Regions from separate parts of the Mus musculus genome. Here regions 2, 3 and 4 are each linked to region 1. The links are chromatin contacts, called in public Hi-C and promoter capture Hi-C maps. All regions are on one chromosome and are shown on one strand. Each heading gives the region's core, a stretch centred on a gene start, on an enhancer-like site or on the middle of the called end of the contact. The rest is flanking DNA. Distances are from core to core; before and after follow the strand shown.

The links. Promoter capture Hi-C pulls out the DNA fragments that hold promoters and counts their contacts. A called contact is a pair of places that touch in the nucleus more often than the background predicts.
Region 2: a promoter capture Hi-C map of liver shows a contact between it and region 1, with 5 times the contacts expected there. The contact joins the promoter of Snx21 here to the promoter of Stau1 in region 1. A contact is called at or near these places in 5 of 39 promoter capture datasets (the 3T3-L1 cell line, 3T3-L1-derived adipocytes, hippocampal neurons and 2 more).
Region 3: a contact with region 1 is called in a promoter capture Hi-C map of pre-B cells, with 2.1 times the contacts expected there. The contact joins the promoter of Zswim1 here to the promoter of Stau1 in region 1. A contact is called at or near these places in 2 of 39 promoter capture datasets (liver and pre-B cells), 1 of 115 datasets of contacts at active chromatin or transcription factors (large pre-B cells) and 1 of 9 other capture datasets (adipose tissue).
Region 4: a contact with region 1 is called in a Hi-C map of B cells, with 7 read pairs. The contact joins the promoter of Zfp335os here to the promoter of Stau1 in region 1. A contact is called at or near these places in 4 of 39 promoter capture datasets (the 3T3-L1 cell line, frontonasal cranial neural crest, hippocampal neurons and 1 more), 1 of 484 Hi-C or Micro-C datasets (B cells) and 1 of 9 other capture datasets (adipose tissue).

What each region holds. Positions count from the first base shown.
Region 1 is chr2:166,994,727-166,998,145 of GRCm38.p6, forward strand. Stau1 (staufen double-stranded RNA binding protein 1) reads right to left here and starts at 1,573. Exons shown (of 12, transcript NM_001109906.2): 1 at 1,308-1,573.
Region 2 is chr2:164,784,468-164,787,886 of GRCm38.p6, forward strand. Snx21 (sorting nexin family member 21) reads left to right here and starts at 1,554. Exons shown (of 3, transcript NM_133924.3): 1 at 1,554-1,857; 2 at 2,231-2,388. The coding sequence starts at 1,599.
Region 3 is chr2:164,820,843-164,824,261 of GRCm38.p6, forward strand. Zswim1 (zinc finger SWIM-type containing 1) reads left to right here and starts at 1,844. Exons shown (of 2, transcript NM_028028.2): 1 at 1,844-2,358. It overlaps Zswim3 (zinc finger SWIM-type containing 3), which reads left to right. Exons shown (of 2, transcript NM_178375.2): 2 at 1-1,285. The coding sequence ends at 847.
Region 4 is chr2:164,909,952-164,913,370 of GRCm38.p6, forward strand. Zfp335os (zinc finger protein 335, opposite strand) reads left to right here and starts at 1,482. Exons shown (of 2, transcript NR_166490.1): 1 at 1,482-1,799. It overlaps Zfp335 (zinc finger protein 335), which reads right to left and starts at 1,799. Exons shown (of 28, transcript NM_199027.2): 1 at 1,566-1,799; 2 at 671-921. The coding sequence starts at 871.

The sequences.
Region 1 (3,419 bases), core at 323-2,822:
TAATTTACATTTGGTAAGTACAAATCCCTGAAAGATCAAAATCCCAGTTTAAATCTCTTCCAACACTTCCAATTCTCAAGAATTACCGCTACTCAGCCTGGTCTACAGCACAAGCTTCTTCTTCCAGGAGAGCCAGGACTGTGCCGAGAAACCACGTCTCAAGCAAGCAAGCAAGCAAGCAAGCAAACAGAATTATTACAGCTACAAGCAATTGAAAACAGTGACCTTAAAAAAGGCATACAATACAATGGGCAAAACGCAAAACGGAACAAAATAAAAGCTTCGCCCATAAGTAGGGAGGTGAGGCCAGAGCTTAAGAGAAACTGATAACTAGGGAGGGCCTCAGCTAAAGAAAGTTAAGAGCTACAGATGCGAACCAGGAAACCACGGTTTTCGAATCTTTGCATACTCCACCTCCAGAGCCTGACACACAAGAAGGCTCCAAAAAGGTCTGCTAAACCCAAGAGAAGCTTATGCCAGCAACTTTCTCATAAAAAGGAATGGCAATAAGGTTCTGGATGGTGGCAGGGAGACATGGGACAGGGTGCGGAGCCTAGGGGAGCCGGTGAAGTCCCTACAGCTGGTTTCACAGACATGATGATGGCTTTACATCCATACCCTGTCTGCTACAGTGTCCCCATTAAGCGCCCGCCCCTCTCTGGTGCCAAGCGAGCACAATGCTCAGGCACTGCCAGTGGGCACGCGGGATTCTTCTGCCTCGGAGAAAACCCTAGTGGAAAGGAAGGTCAACTTATGTTCCGTCTGCACCCTAAATTATACCTTCATATCATCTTAATAAATTATGCAAACGGCTTATTGGGACACGACGTGGGTCTGGCACACTGATAAGCACTTTACACGCCCCATTTCACTGCACAACTTCACAGCCTGAAGAGGCAGGGACCGGGTTGGGACAGGATTAATACTATTCCCCCTCCTTCTCCCCCTCATAACAGAGACACAAAGAATACGAAGTGACTGACGAAGGGGGCCGAGCCGGGAATTGGCACCTCATCCCGCGGCTCGGCACTGGCCGCGACACTGTGCATAGCACCGAAACCCGGGGGGCCTCCGGACCGACGCTGCCCCTGCCCGCCCGCGCCCCCCGCGTTAACTCCGGCACAGGGCCCACGAGCGGCGCGGAGGGCCCGCCTCCTCCGGGAAGGCCCCGCAGGCGGAGACGGGCCTGGGCCGCGGCTCGCGCGCCCGCAAGGCCTAGCCCACCCGCCGCCCACCTCCCGCTGACGCCGTGCCTGCGTGGGTCCTTCCGCGACCCGCTCCGACCCGGCCCGGACCGGCCGCCTTACCTGGCTGCTTCCCCAGAGCTCGTCCCGGGGCCGGCGGTCTTGGGCGGCGGCGAGGAGGTGAAGAAGCAAGTGAAGACGGCGAGGAAAAAGGGACCGACCAGAGGAGGGAAGAGGCGGAGTGGCGGAGGCGAAGGCGGGCGCCGCCAGGCCGGGGCTCAGAAGAAGGGGGAGCGCACACAGACGCGACGACAGCCAGCGCAAACGCTGAAGAGCGGCTCGGGGCCCGCAGCCTGGCAGGAAGTGACGGGGGAGGGGCCGCGCCCGCCCCCGGCCCCCGCCCGCCTCCATGCCGGCCCCACCCCCTACACACCGCGGCAGGAACCACAAGTCCCAGCGGGCGCCGCGTCCCGCATGCGCTCTCTAGGCACGCAAGGCCCACAAGGGCCGGGCACGGCTGCGCTGGGTCCGAGGCATGTTGGGAGTTGTAGTTTCCCAGGAGCTCGGTCTCGGCAGGGAATACAGGCCTCGCTTCCTTTCTTTTCTAGGCTTTCTGTTCCCTTCCTACAGTCACCCCTTTTTCCCTACGCTAACTTTTGTTAACCTGCTGCTGCGTGCAAGACCGAAAGCTGAGAATACAGTGAGAATGCACAAGTCCCTGCCCTTATGGAGTTTACTGGGGAAGTCAGAGTAAATGAAGTCTGAGCCGAAAACAGACAAGCACAAGTGCTGTCTGGTTCCTTTCCCGCAGCTCTAAACTGAGTGTGGTTCTGTGGACAAGAGGCTGGTGTGGGCTTGTTTAGTGTAGTCCTGGGGATTGAAGCAAACTTCTACCGCTCAGCTCCATCTTCACTAGTCTTATAGCTTGGGTTTTCTTGCCTTGGTGTTTTGAGTTCAGGCATCCACGGAGTCCAGTGCTGGCGTTGCCTGCCTGGTGTAGGAGTTTCAGGCAGTTGTGAGGTAGATCCTCTTCAAGTGTTCTTAACTGTTAGCCACCTATCTCTCCAGCCCTATAGCAACCCTTTTATGTAGCAACCCTTTTATGTAGCGGGGGAGACAGGTCTTTAGAATTAGATGGGGTCCTTACCGGAGGTTGTGGGAGCTGAGTCGCTGGCATCCTCTGGGCTTTTTTTTTTTTTAAGATTTATTTATTATTATTTGTAAGTACATTGTGAAGAGGGCATCAGATCTCATTATGGATGGTTGTGAGCCACCATGTGGTTGCTGGGAATTGAACTCAGGACCTTTAGAAGAGCAGTCAGTGCTCTTAACCGCTGAGCCATCTCTGTAGCCCCCCTCTGGGCTTATTTTAAGTGGTGCCTGTGGTTGATGCACCTAGGTAAACATCATAGCTAGATACCCAAGACTCCGGGTTCCATCCCTACCCCAAAAGGGGAAAAAAAAAAAAACCTAGCCAGTTGGTGGTGTCTGGAAACACAAACAAACAAACAAATAAATAAATAAAAATAGCATGCCTAACAGCCCAGTCTCCTTGCCAAGGCACTGTGGCTGACTTTGCATGAATTCATGATGACGTCTGCTGTAGCTAAAAAGACCCTCCTCTGACTTGCAGAGACACTGGGGGGCGCCTTTATCTGAATTAAGTCTTCTTAGTTTGCTTTTTGTAAAACCCAGTGACACTGAGTTCCAGAACCAGCCGTTCCTTCCAGTTCCCAGCCAACTCCGCTAAGTAAGCAACACATAGGCAGTTAGGGCAGTGAAGATGCCCACCGGGTAAAATGTGCGTATTTACGCACAAAATAATCAATTTTGGTGGGTTTGGGGTTTTTTTTGTTTGTTTGTTTTTTGTTTTTTGGGTTTTGTTTTGTTTGAAATGGGGTCTTACTATTTAGCTCTGGCTGGCCTCAAATTTGGAGAGATCAGAATACCTCTGCCTCCTGGGTGCTGGAATTAAAGGTGTGTGCCACCACCACACGGCCAGCTTAAATTAATGAACTCTCCCACCCCAGTTTCACTGTGTAGCCCTGGCTCTCCTGGAACTCCCTCTGTATACCACACTGGCTTCAAACTCACAGAGATCCTCCTGCCTCTGCCTCCGGAGTGCTAGGACTAAAGGTGCGTGCCACCATCCCCCCAGCATAGATTGTATTCTTTAATTTTGGTTTGTTTGCACAAAGTTTTGCTATGCTGCCCAAGCTGGCCTCTGCCTCTGGA
Region 2 (3,419 bases), core at 304-2,803, 2.2 Mb before region 1:
CATCTTTCCAGTCTCAGCCTTAGTTTCCTCATATTAAAAAAGAACCATCAAGGGGGGGGGGAGGGGCTGGAGAGATGGCTCAGTGGCTAAGAGCACTGACTGCTCTTCCATAGGTCCTAAGTTCAATTCCCAGCAACCATCTGTAATGGTCATCCAATGCCATTTTCTGCTGTGTCTGAAGACAGCGACAGTATAACCACATATATGAAATAAATAAATCGTTTAGAAAAATAATCATTACTGTAACTTCATCCTCTGAGACTGACATGTGACAGTGTATGAAATACTTACAAGACGCCATGAGTGCTAAAATCTGAGACCCTTCTGTTCAGTAAAGGCCAGGAAGGTCTTTCCGTTCATATCCTCCATCCCTCTCCCACGCCCTAAAAGGGGATAGGAGATACTTAATTTTGATACTGTCTGAGATAATTTTGAGGCAGGGTCTCTATTTAGTTCTGGACCTCAACAGTAAACCAGGCTGTTCTTGAACTCACAATGATCCTCCTACCTTTGCCTCCCGAGAGCCAGGGCTAGGATTAATGGCATGAGCCACAGGAGCACCACACCTGGCCTTTGAGATAACTTGTTTTATTGTCTAACTAGCCAAATCTGCCTGCTAGGTCTGACATGTAAGCCTTGGGACAGGGATCAGCAATCATTTTCCTGACTACTGCTACCCTGCAGTAAAAGATAAACTGCAGTTCTCCAAGAGAGTTATAGAGATTACCCAAGCAACCCCGCACGCGTGGGAAAATAAATCAGTTCAAGAGCTCCCACGCTAGAGATCTCTGACAAACTGGGCAACCTTGAACAAGTAACAGCCTCTCTGGATGTTTTCCTCTTTGACTACTTCCCCCAGGTTAAGTTCAAACGAAACTGGGAAGGGCTAGGTTTCTCACACAGGCACCGGACTGGGGTTTTTACAAGAGCTGAAAATTTAGTATGAGTGAAAATTTAGTATGAGTATTAGTATTCTTGTTTCATATGAGAAAACCTAGGCTGGACGAAACCGGATTTCAAGCTTCACTCAAGGGAGAGCCGAGCTCCCAAATGCCGCGAAATTACACTGTAAAGTTACATGGCACTGTATGGAGATTAGGGGTAAAGCTTGGGGCGGCCTCAGGAGACCAGGAGGGGTGGGCGAGTCCAAGAGGGGGCGCGGCCACCACGATCCGGCTGGGTTTCGGGGGAAGCCTTGGCCCGCCCGGCTGCCCTCCGCGTCCCTCCCGCAGGCAGCGGCTTGGGATTCTAACAGCTCCGGGAGAGGGAGCTGGCGGGGCGGAGGCGGAGCGGCGGCAGGAAGCAGCGAGGCGGCGCCGTGAGCTGCCTGGGCGGAGAGCCTCTTAAATCCGCCAGGCTGCTGCACCAAATCCCGGGAGCCCGCCCCGAACGCACTTGGGACGCGGTGGGTGGAGGCGCGTCCCGGCCTGCGGGAGGAACAGGGCAGAGGCCGGCCTCCCGCACGTCCCCAGCGGCCGCGGCCCGTGGGCGTGGCCTCTTGTGCCACGCCCCTGACACGCCCCCGGGTCCCTCTCCGGGCGGGGGTCCCCTCCCTCTTCAGCCCTGGACCCAGCGTGGCGCGCTCCCCCCTGGGTGCCATGGCCTCGCGGCTCCTACACCGGCTGCGACACGCCCTGGCCAGCGATGGCCCCGGGGAGGCGGCGGCGGGCCCAGAGGCCGAGCAGTTCCCTGAGAGCTCAGAGCTGGAGGACGATGACGCCGAGGGCCTGTCCTCCCGCCTCAGTGGCACCCTCAGCTTCACTAGTGCGGAGGATGACCCTGACGACGAAGACGAGGACGACGAGGCGGGCCTCGACTCGCCGCCCTCAGGAGACGGGGCATCGGGAGAAGACGCAGGCGAGTGCGGGAGGACAGACAGGAACCCCGGGGCTCGGTTAGGCCTCCCCGCTGGACGCGGTCCGAGGGCATCCTGAGTTTTCTCTCTGAAACTATTGACACTATAAGCTCTTCCAGACACGGTTTGGCTGTGTGACCTTGACTCACAACACTATGGGAATCACACCATCTCGGGTTTTTTGTAGATATTAAATGCACAGGACCAGGGAAACAAACGTGTGTGCTAGCTGCTTCGGGTGGAGGTTTAGCATCCACTGTAAGCCAGGCGCTGGGGTGAAGCACATCTCGCTTCTGTGAATGAGGTCATGGCATTTTGTTTACGTTAACTCTGGAGCTAGCCACCCCCATAATGACGGGTCATGTGCTTGTGCAGAACGAAGTCCCCCACCTGATGGACAACGGAGCAGTCAACTCCTGGCCCGCCAGCTGCAGGATTTCTGGAAAAAGTCTCGGAACACCCTAGTTCCACAGAGGCTGCTCTTTGAGGTGACCAGCGCCAATGTTGTCAAAGACCCTCCCTCCAAGTACGTGGTGAGTGAGGTTCCAGGAACCCTTGAGCAGCGAGTCTAGATGTCTAGCTGAGAGAAAGGAAATAGCACAGATTTTGGGGCGGGGGTCGTGGCCATGCAGTTATAAAAGGATGTCCTTATTTTACACCTGGGGGAACTGAGACCAGATGAGAAGATGGGTGTCAACTGAACACGTCCTCAGGCAAATGACTTAGTTTCTCTAAAACTGAGAATGTGGCCTTAGGAGTTGCCTCCTGTCCTAGTCTTGAGGTTACGAGAACTGATGTGTGTTTCTTTCTGTACCCTGTGGGTTTCTGTCAACCGCAGCAGGACACAGTATTGAGACCCAGTGGCATGGGTCAGGATTAAGGAAATGGGCTTTGGATCCAGACCAGTCTTGATTCACATCCCCTGTGTTTACCAGTGGCTTCCCCTTGGGTGGGTTCTGTGGCCTCAGTGGCCCCCAGTTTCCTCTTTTGAGCAATAGGCAATACATGGGATTATAATAGGAGGTAAATGAGGCCAGGCGCAGGGAAACCTTAGCATTGTCTGGCACTGTGATAGATTAAAACTGTAGCTGTATAGTGTCAAATTCCCCAATCTGAAATGCTTGAAAATCTGAAGCATTTGAGTGTCCACGTGAGGCCGCAAGTGGAAAATTCCACACCTAACTTCACTTGATATGTGTGCAAAATGTAGGCCCATTTAAAAAATATTGCACAGGGACTTGAAAGGCTGAAGCAATAAGACTGCCCCCAAGTTCAAGGCTAACTACGGCTACATATTTAGATCCTGTCTCAAAAAAAAAAAAAAAAAAAAAAAAAAAGCCAAACAACAAATTGGAATGTATCTCATTGATATAGCAGCTGCTTATAGTGCTGCAGACCTCTGAGCTTTATCCCAAACCCCGGAAATGATAGGGAATTGCCCGGAGCTGAGTGTGCTCATGCAGTTCGGAAGTAGAGCAAATGTGTCAGTTTAAGGGCAGTCCGGATACTAAGCGAGACCAGCTTGGGCTACGGAAAACCATGCCTGTCTCAAAACAAACAAAAG
Region 3 (3,419 bases), core at 594-3,093, 2.2 Mb before region 1:
TCACTTTGTGGATTACATAGACTTCTTTAATACCAAAGGTCTGAAGAGCTTGCCCACAAATGCTCCCAAGTTAAGGAGAACTCGGCTCCCAAGCACGCCTCCAAGGCCCAAGAAGCCTTTTAGAATTTGTGGTGGGGGTGACACCAGGCTCCCTGTGGAAGAGGTAGAAGAGACAAAGGCAGACTCAGCACAGTCTCAGTTGCCACAGCCCCAGGATCAGTCCTCCAAGGCTGGCATGCTAGACATCTTGCACCAGAGTGGCTCTGAACTAGCCTACAAGTTGTGTCATAATGAGTGGGAGGTGGTACAGAATTCCACCCACCTGGTAGACGAGGCCGGCTCCTCAGTGGCTGTTCAGCTGCTAGAGAACTCACACCAGGTGAGCAAAGATGGCTGTAGCTGCAGCTGCTCCTTTCAACAGTGCTACCATCTGCCATGCCGCCACATTTTGGCTCTGTTGCATACCAGCCAGCAGCCAGTAGGGGAAGCCATGGTGTGCTGCCGGTGGCAGAAGAAATACCAGCACCTCCTTGACCCCAATGGGGAGCTGCAAGACCGTGGAATCATCCCAAACACAGATCAGCCTGAAAAGCAAGGTCAGAACCACATGATTCGGGACCTAAGCAGGGAGCTGGCAAACCTGCTGATGCAGACCGAGGGGCCAGAGCTGGAGGAGCGCTGCTCCACCCTGCGCAAGATTGTGGACATCTGGGCAGACCCCTATCAGCTGCCTGAGTCCAGTCAGCAGCCAGTTGACTTCAGAGACGTGGGCTGCCTCCCTTTCCTCTGGGGAAAGCTAGAGGAAGCAGACAGCCCCCCTCTTGCTGAAGCCATGGTTCATGATTGAAGTGTTTGTACTAGTGAACCCATCTCAGAACCACCTTGGGACAGTTCAAAGTGGTGGGTCAGACTGTAGGTCAGTATTTTTATCAGTGTCTTCCTAGGTAAGGGCTAAGAAGATCTTAAAACTCGGGGGAGAGGGACTCCACTGTGACAATCCTTTGACCCTGCCTCATTTCAGCCCTACCTTTGGCGTTCTGTAGACACCTTGTTCATTGTTCAAAGCCAAAGTTATTCCATATGAAAGGGCATGCTCCTTTCTTCCCAGCCTACACAGACGAACCCTTGCCCAGGTTAGGATAAACACAATGGGCCCGGAAAGGAGCTTTGTGTCCAGAGACAGAGGGGGAGGAGGGTAGCCCTTGATTGTCAACTGTTGCTGCTCTTTAGAAAATACCTGTTACGTATTTTTATTCACACTAATAAAGTCGGTTTTTGTTTTGTTTCACGTTTGTGTTTTTTGAGACGGGGCCTCATGTAGCCCAGACTAGCGGCCTCAAAACGTTGTCATTTTAAAGGAACCATGAATGTTGTCTAATGGGGTACTTGACATTCAGAGGGTTAGTAATGCACCCCCATACTCTGCCCTCTTCCTACCAACCTATCCTACAACACAGATGGTAGCTTGTCTTGTTCATTCTGTCCTGTCAGGGACCAGGAGGAAAGACCGACCTAAATCCTAGATTTTACTGCAAGCCACTTGCTGGGACGCTGTGGGCAAATTCCTAATTTAAACTTTTTAATTTTATTTTCGAGAGAAGCCTAGCCTGGAACTTGATGTAGACCAGGCTGGCTTCTGCTTCCCCAGTGCTAGGATTAAATACGTGTGACACCACACCCAGCTGTTTAAGACTTGGTCCTACTAGGTTGCCTGAGTTAGCTTCAAATTCTTGATCCTATCTCAGACCCTGAATAACCGGAATTACAAGCCTCAGTTTCTCCACAAGGCAAAGAATGCAGGATTACATTTGCACCTTTTTCCACCATTCTGTATCTACGGAGCTTGACAGCTCGATAGCCGACAAACTAAATGTTGTCCGTATAAAACACTGCTCTTTTTTATTTTTATTTTGGCCTTTAAAAGGTGCCGCCTTTCCAGCCCCCTAGACCGAAGGGAGGCTTCGCCCTCGGGCGGCCTGTTCCGGGCTTGAACATCCTTCCACAAGCTCTCATTGGTGATTTCTGGCCGAGCCTCTGTAACCCTGGCAACAGCCCCGTCCAGGAGCTGCCAGTCCAGGATTGGTCCGTAACTCCCAAGTTCCACAGCGAGCTCCTTTGGTCTGAGTCATTGTGAAGCTGGCGTGGTGATTGGCGAGGCTGGACGTCAGTCAGTCGGAGGCGGGCCCAGTGGGAGGAATGGCTGCCGCGTCTGCCGGTGCGCGAATGGTCTCGGCCGTGGAGGCGTGAAGCCGGGTCTCAGCGACTAGTGCATTCAGCTTCCACCAGTGGAAGGTGGATTTCGGCTCCGCTGGGCTTGAACACGAACCTCAGCCTTCCGCGTCCCCCACCGGTGTTCAGGTGAGGTCAGAGGCCGCCTTCCCTTCCTGATCCATAATTTGGGACTCTATAGGATGCCATCAGGATCTGGAGCCAAAGCTCGGCTTCCAGCTGTTGTAATGATGGACAGATAGCCTATGCTTTCTACCTCAGTCTTTCATGTGTCTTTGAACCTGAGTCTTTCATCGGCGAAATGGGGACAGTGAATGGAGCCAAATGGGAAACATTTGCATAAAGCATTACATCCAATCAGGATATGTGTAGGCGCAGGAGAGGTTACACACATGCTAGCCCCCTTAAAGTGAAAGGAATTGCCGGCCAGTGGTGGCGCATGCCTCTAATCCCAGCACTTGGGAGGCAGAGGCAGGCAGATTTTAGAGTTCGAGGTCCACAGAGTGAGTTCCTGGACAGCCAGGGCTATACAGAGAAACCGTCTCGAAAAAAGCCAAAAGAAAAAAATAAATAAAGTGAAAGGAATCAAGTTTCAGAGAAGGCAATTGGCTTGCTCAATATTTCACAGCAAATTTTGAGCAGTTTTTTTTTCCTGGTATATACCAGGACCAAAGAAAAAGTTGGTAAGAATTATAAGAATTTGTGAACAGAAAGGCCATGCAAATATTTAGAATGATTTTTAAAAAAGAATTAAATGTTGACACATGCCTTATTTGCAGCACTTGGAAGCTGAGGTGAGAGGATTGCTGTGGACAAGTCAGAGCTACACAGCAGAATCCTTCTGTAGAAAAAGAAGGTCCACATGCCATATGGGTTTTTTTGTTTTGTTTTTTGAGACAGAGGGGTACTCTGTGTAACAGCCCTGGCTCGCCTAGAACTCACAGAGATCAGCCTGCTTCTGCCTCCCAAGTGCTAGGATTGGCCATGTGTTTTCAATCCTCTATACTGCCAGTGAGCTATTATGATCTCCTATTGTCTAGAATGACCTTGAACTGACCCTGCTGCCTCCACCTCCCAGGTGCTGGGATTACAGGTGTTGGTGCCACACCCAATTCCCTAGTTCTTTTGTTTGGTTGGTTCGGGATTTTTGCATGCATGAGTGTGTGGTGGTTGTTAGGGGTTTTGTTTTT
Region 4 (3,419 bases), core at 232-2,731, 2.1 Mb before region 1:
CTGTGTTCTCTGCAAGGACCTGGACCACACCTGTCCTGTCCCTAGCAGTAACCCTGTAATATAGCATAAGTTAGACCCCCAGGGTAGGCCCACTTCTGCTGACATAATGAAACCCTAAACTGCACACCCAGGGCCACTACTTCATATCTCCATCAAGTGGAGTCCAGATACAATCCCCATCTCGCAAAATTACTTATGAAGCTACCAGAGATGACTATGTTTCTAATTTTCACTTAACAGAGAAGATGAGGGCTAGAACCTGGGTAACCTGCTCAAATCACAAAGTAATGGGTCAGGAAAACATGGCTCAGTTTCCCCTTACAGCCTAGCACCCATAGAACCCGGCCCTCCCGTTCCATTTGACAGATGGGAAGACTAAGATAACTGAGATGGATCAACATTTGAACCGGGCTCATGGAGCCTGAGGGCTCTGGGTAAGACCATGGATAATTCTGGCTCTGTCGATAGCAAGCACGCTCTGCCTCAGTTTCCCTTTCTGAAGATTCTGGAAACAAGTGGTTTAAGTATGTCTCTTAGCCATGGGACTTGTCAAAACCGACCACAGCAGTTTGGCATGGCATGGCTTGGCGTCTGCCTCAAAAACAGTTATTTTCTACAAGTAGGCTTTGCTGACGGTCCCCCTGCCCACACCATCCACACTGATCCATACCACAGAGTGGTTGCCACCGTCCGAGCTCTGCCCGACGCCAGAGTCGTCAGCCTCCGTTAATCCTGGGACGGTCGCAGCGTCGCTGCTGTCCGCGGACACAGCTTCCGAGGTGCACACACCCAGGCCGCTCTCAGAAGGCTCCTCAGGCTGGCCGGGCCGAGGGGCCGCGTCGCTACTGCTCTCCACCTCGTTCTCCTCCATTGGTTCTGGGGACCGACTGACAGCGAAGCGCGGGGTTTGAGGCTTTCACTCTGCTGGGCGATACGACCATGGTTGCAACAAGTGGTCCACCTTTCGGGCCCGGCCAAGCAGAACCCACCCAGATGCACCGGTGTGCCCATTCTGCAGATGCAAAGACTGAGCATCGGACTAGATGGGACGGGGTTTCCTGGAAAGGGAACCTTCCAGAAAAGAATAGGGACGCCTGGCCTCTCAGGCTAGGACCCTTTGGGAAGAAGGGTGGTCCCGGTGGGTGATCACGGCTCCTTGCTCCTCCCAGAGGCATGAATCGACCCTGGGCGGACACAGCGGCCCGGCGCTCCGGCCCCCGTGTCCCCTCGGATGAGGAGCCGGTGGTACAGCCCGCAGGCCCCCGGGGTCAGTGGTTCACTCCCCCTCCCCGGACTCCCCTGCGGAGGGGGCTGACAGCGACGGTCGCGGGGCCTGGTGTCTCGGGGCTGTCCCCGGCGCTGCCTGAGCTCCAGGCCCGGCGCCATCTTGTGGCGGCGCTGGGTTTCCGCTCAGGCAAATGCGAGAGCGGCTAAAGGGCCTGGGACCCCGGGGCCCTGTTCGGACAGCCCCGCCGGCCCGGGAGTCCGCCACCCGGCAGCCTCGCGGCAGGGCCCCGGTGCACGGCAGTGTGCGGAGGGGCAGCCCGCCTCCGGCTGCCGCTAACCTGAGCCTCTGGCTGCTGTGTCGCTCTCCGACTCCGGCATCGACGAGGTCGCCATCCTCTCACCCCCGTCGCGGAGGAACCCATCGGCCGCCCTCGAACCGGAACTACTTCCGCCGCCGTCCCCCCGGGAGAGAGAGATCTGCGGGGTTTCAGAAGGCCTCTCGGAGGACTCAGAGCCGTCGTCGGGTCCAGGAGGACTCTAGAAGTCACATGCTGCCCGGTGTTAGGGCTGAGGTCAGCTGGGTACGGGGACTACTTTTTCGTGTGGCGGAGGGCTACACGGGAAGTGGCATGACGTCACGCAGGTCCCAGCCCGGACTCGCCGGACAAGGCGCGGCGGAGGCGCCCGGCTCTCGTGGGTGTGGCCCCCAGCGTCTAGCCACACCTCCAGGGGTCGCTTAGAGAACCGTCGCGACCTGGGATGGTTTAGAGGTGTCCAGAGGGGAGGGAACGTCAGTCATTTTCCTGGTTTTTCACCTGTAGCTTAAAGCTCCACTCGAGCCAGATCGGGTTCTCCCGGGTTGGGCTTGCTGTGCCGTAGTACAGATGGCAAAACCGAGGTTTGAGGACAGGAAAGGCTGGTCAGGAATCACAACTAAGGCGACTTGGGGGATCGGGTAATGGCAGAGGTCAGGGATGTTTGAAGAAGAGTTAATGCTTAGGCCACGGTGCACTTCGCAGCTGTATTTCTTACTAGGACTGGAGGGCCAGACACCCAGCTGTCCTCTGATCAGTGTAGGTGTGTTTAGAAGTTGGGGAATTAGCTCAGTGGCAAACACGAGGCCCTGCGTCCTATTCCTAGCATACACACGCGCTCATAGACGCGCATGCACGCACGCAGGCAGTGTTAGGTATTTTTAGAAGTCTACAGTCCTTGGGCCCAGTGTGGTGGTGGCTCATGCTTTTAATCTAGCACTCCGGAGAGGCAGGCTAACCTCACTTGACTTACATAGACCAGCTGGAGCTATGTAGTAAGTTTTTCCCAGAAACCACATGGTAAAAGGAGAGAACCGTCTCTTCCAGGCTGTCCACCCACCTCCACGCGCTCTTAGTGTCATGTGTGCACTTACAGACATAACAATAAATACATGCTTAAAGCCGGGCCCTGGTGCTGCACGCCTTTGAGTCCTAACACTTGGGAGGCAGAGGCAGGCGGATTTCTGTGAGTTTGAGGCCAGTCTGCTCTACATAGTTCCGGAACAGCCAGGTCTACATAGCGAGACCATATCTCAAAACAGAAAAGAGAAGAGAAGAAGAAAAGAAAAAAAAAAGAGAGAAAGAAAAGGAAATGGAAAGAGCCAGGGAGTGGTGGCACACACCTTTAAACCCAGAAATGGAAAGGCAGAAACGGGTGGATCTCTGTGAGTTCAAAGCCAGCCTGGTCTACAGAGTTAGTTTCAGGACACAAAAACCGTGTACTAAAAAAAAAAAAAAAAAAAAAAAAAGCGGGGCGGTGATGGCACACTCCTTTAATCCCAGCACTTGGGAGGCAGAGGCAGGCGGATTTCTGAGTTCGAGGCCAGCCTGATCTACTGAGTGAGTTCCAGGACAGCCAGGGCTACACAGAGAAACCCTGTCTCAAAAAATAAACAAACAAAAAAAAAAGAGGAGAAGAAAAATGAATTCAGTGAAAAGGACAAGTGGCTTTGAGTTATCACTAGCACCTGGACACAAGGGCTCCTACGCTCTTGTCACAGAAAGTTCTCCCTTCCTCGTGTTTCCTCTTTGATAGAAATAGACCAAGAGGCCTGTGGAGGAGGCCCATCCTCACTGTACCTCCTTCCCACCCAGCATTATCAGGCCTCTAGAACAATCCTTGAGACCTACATTTGGGCTAGCTTCATGGCGGGTTGG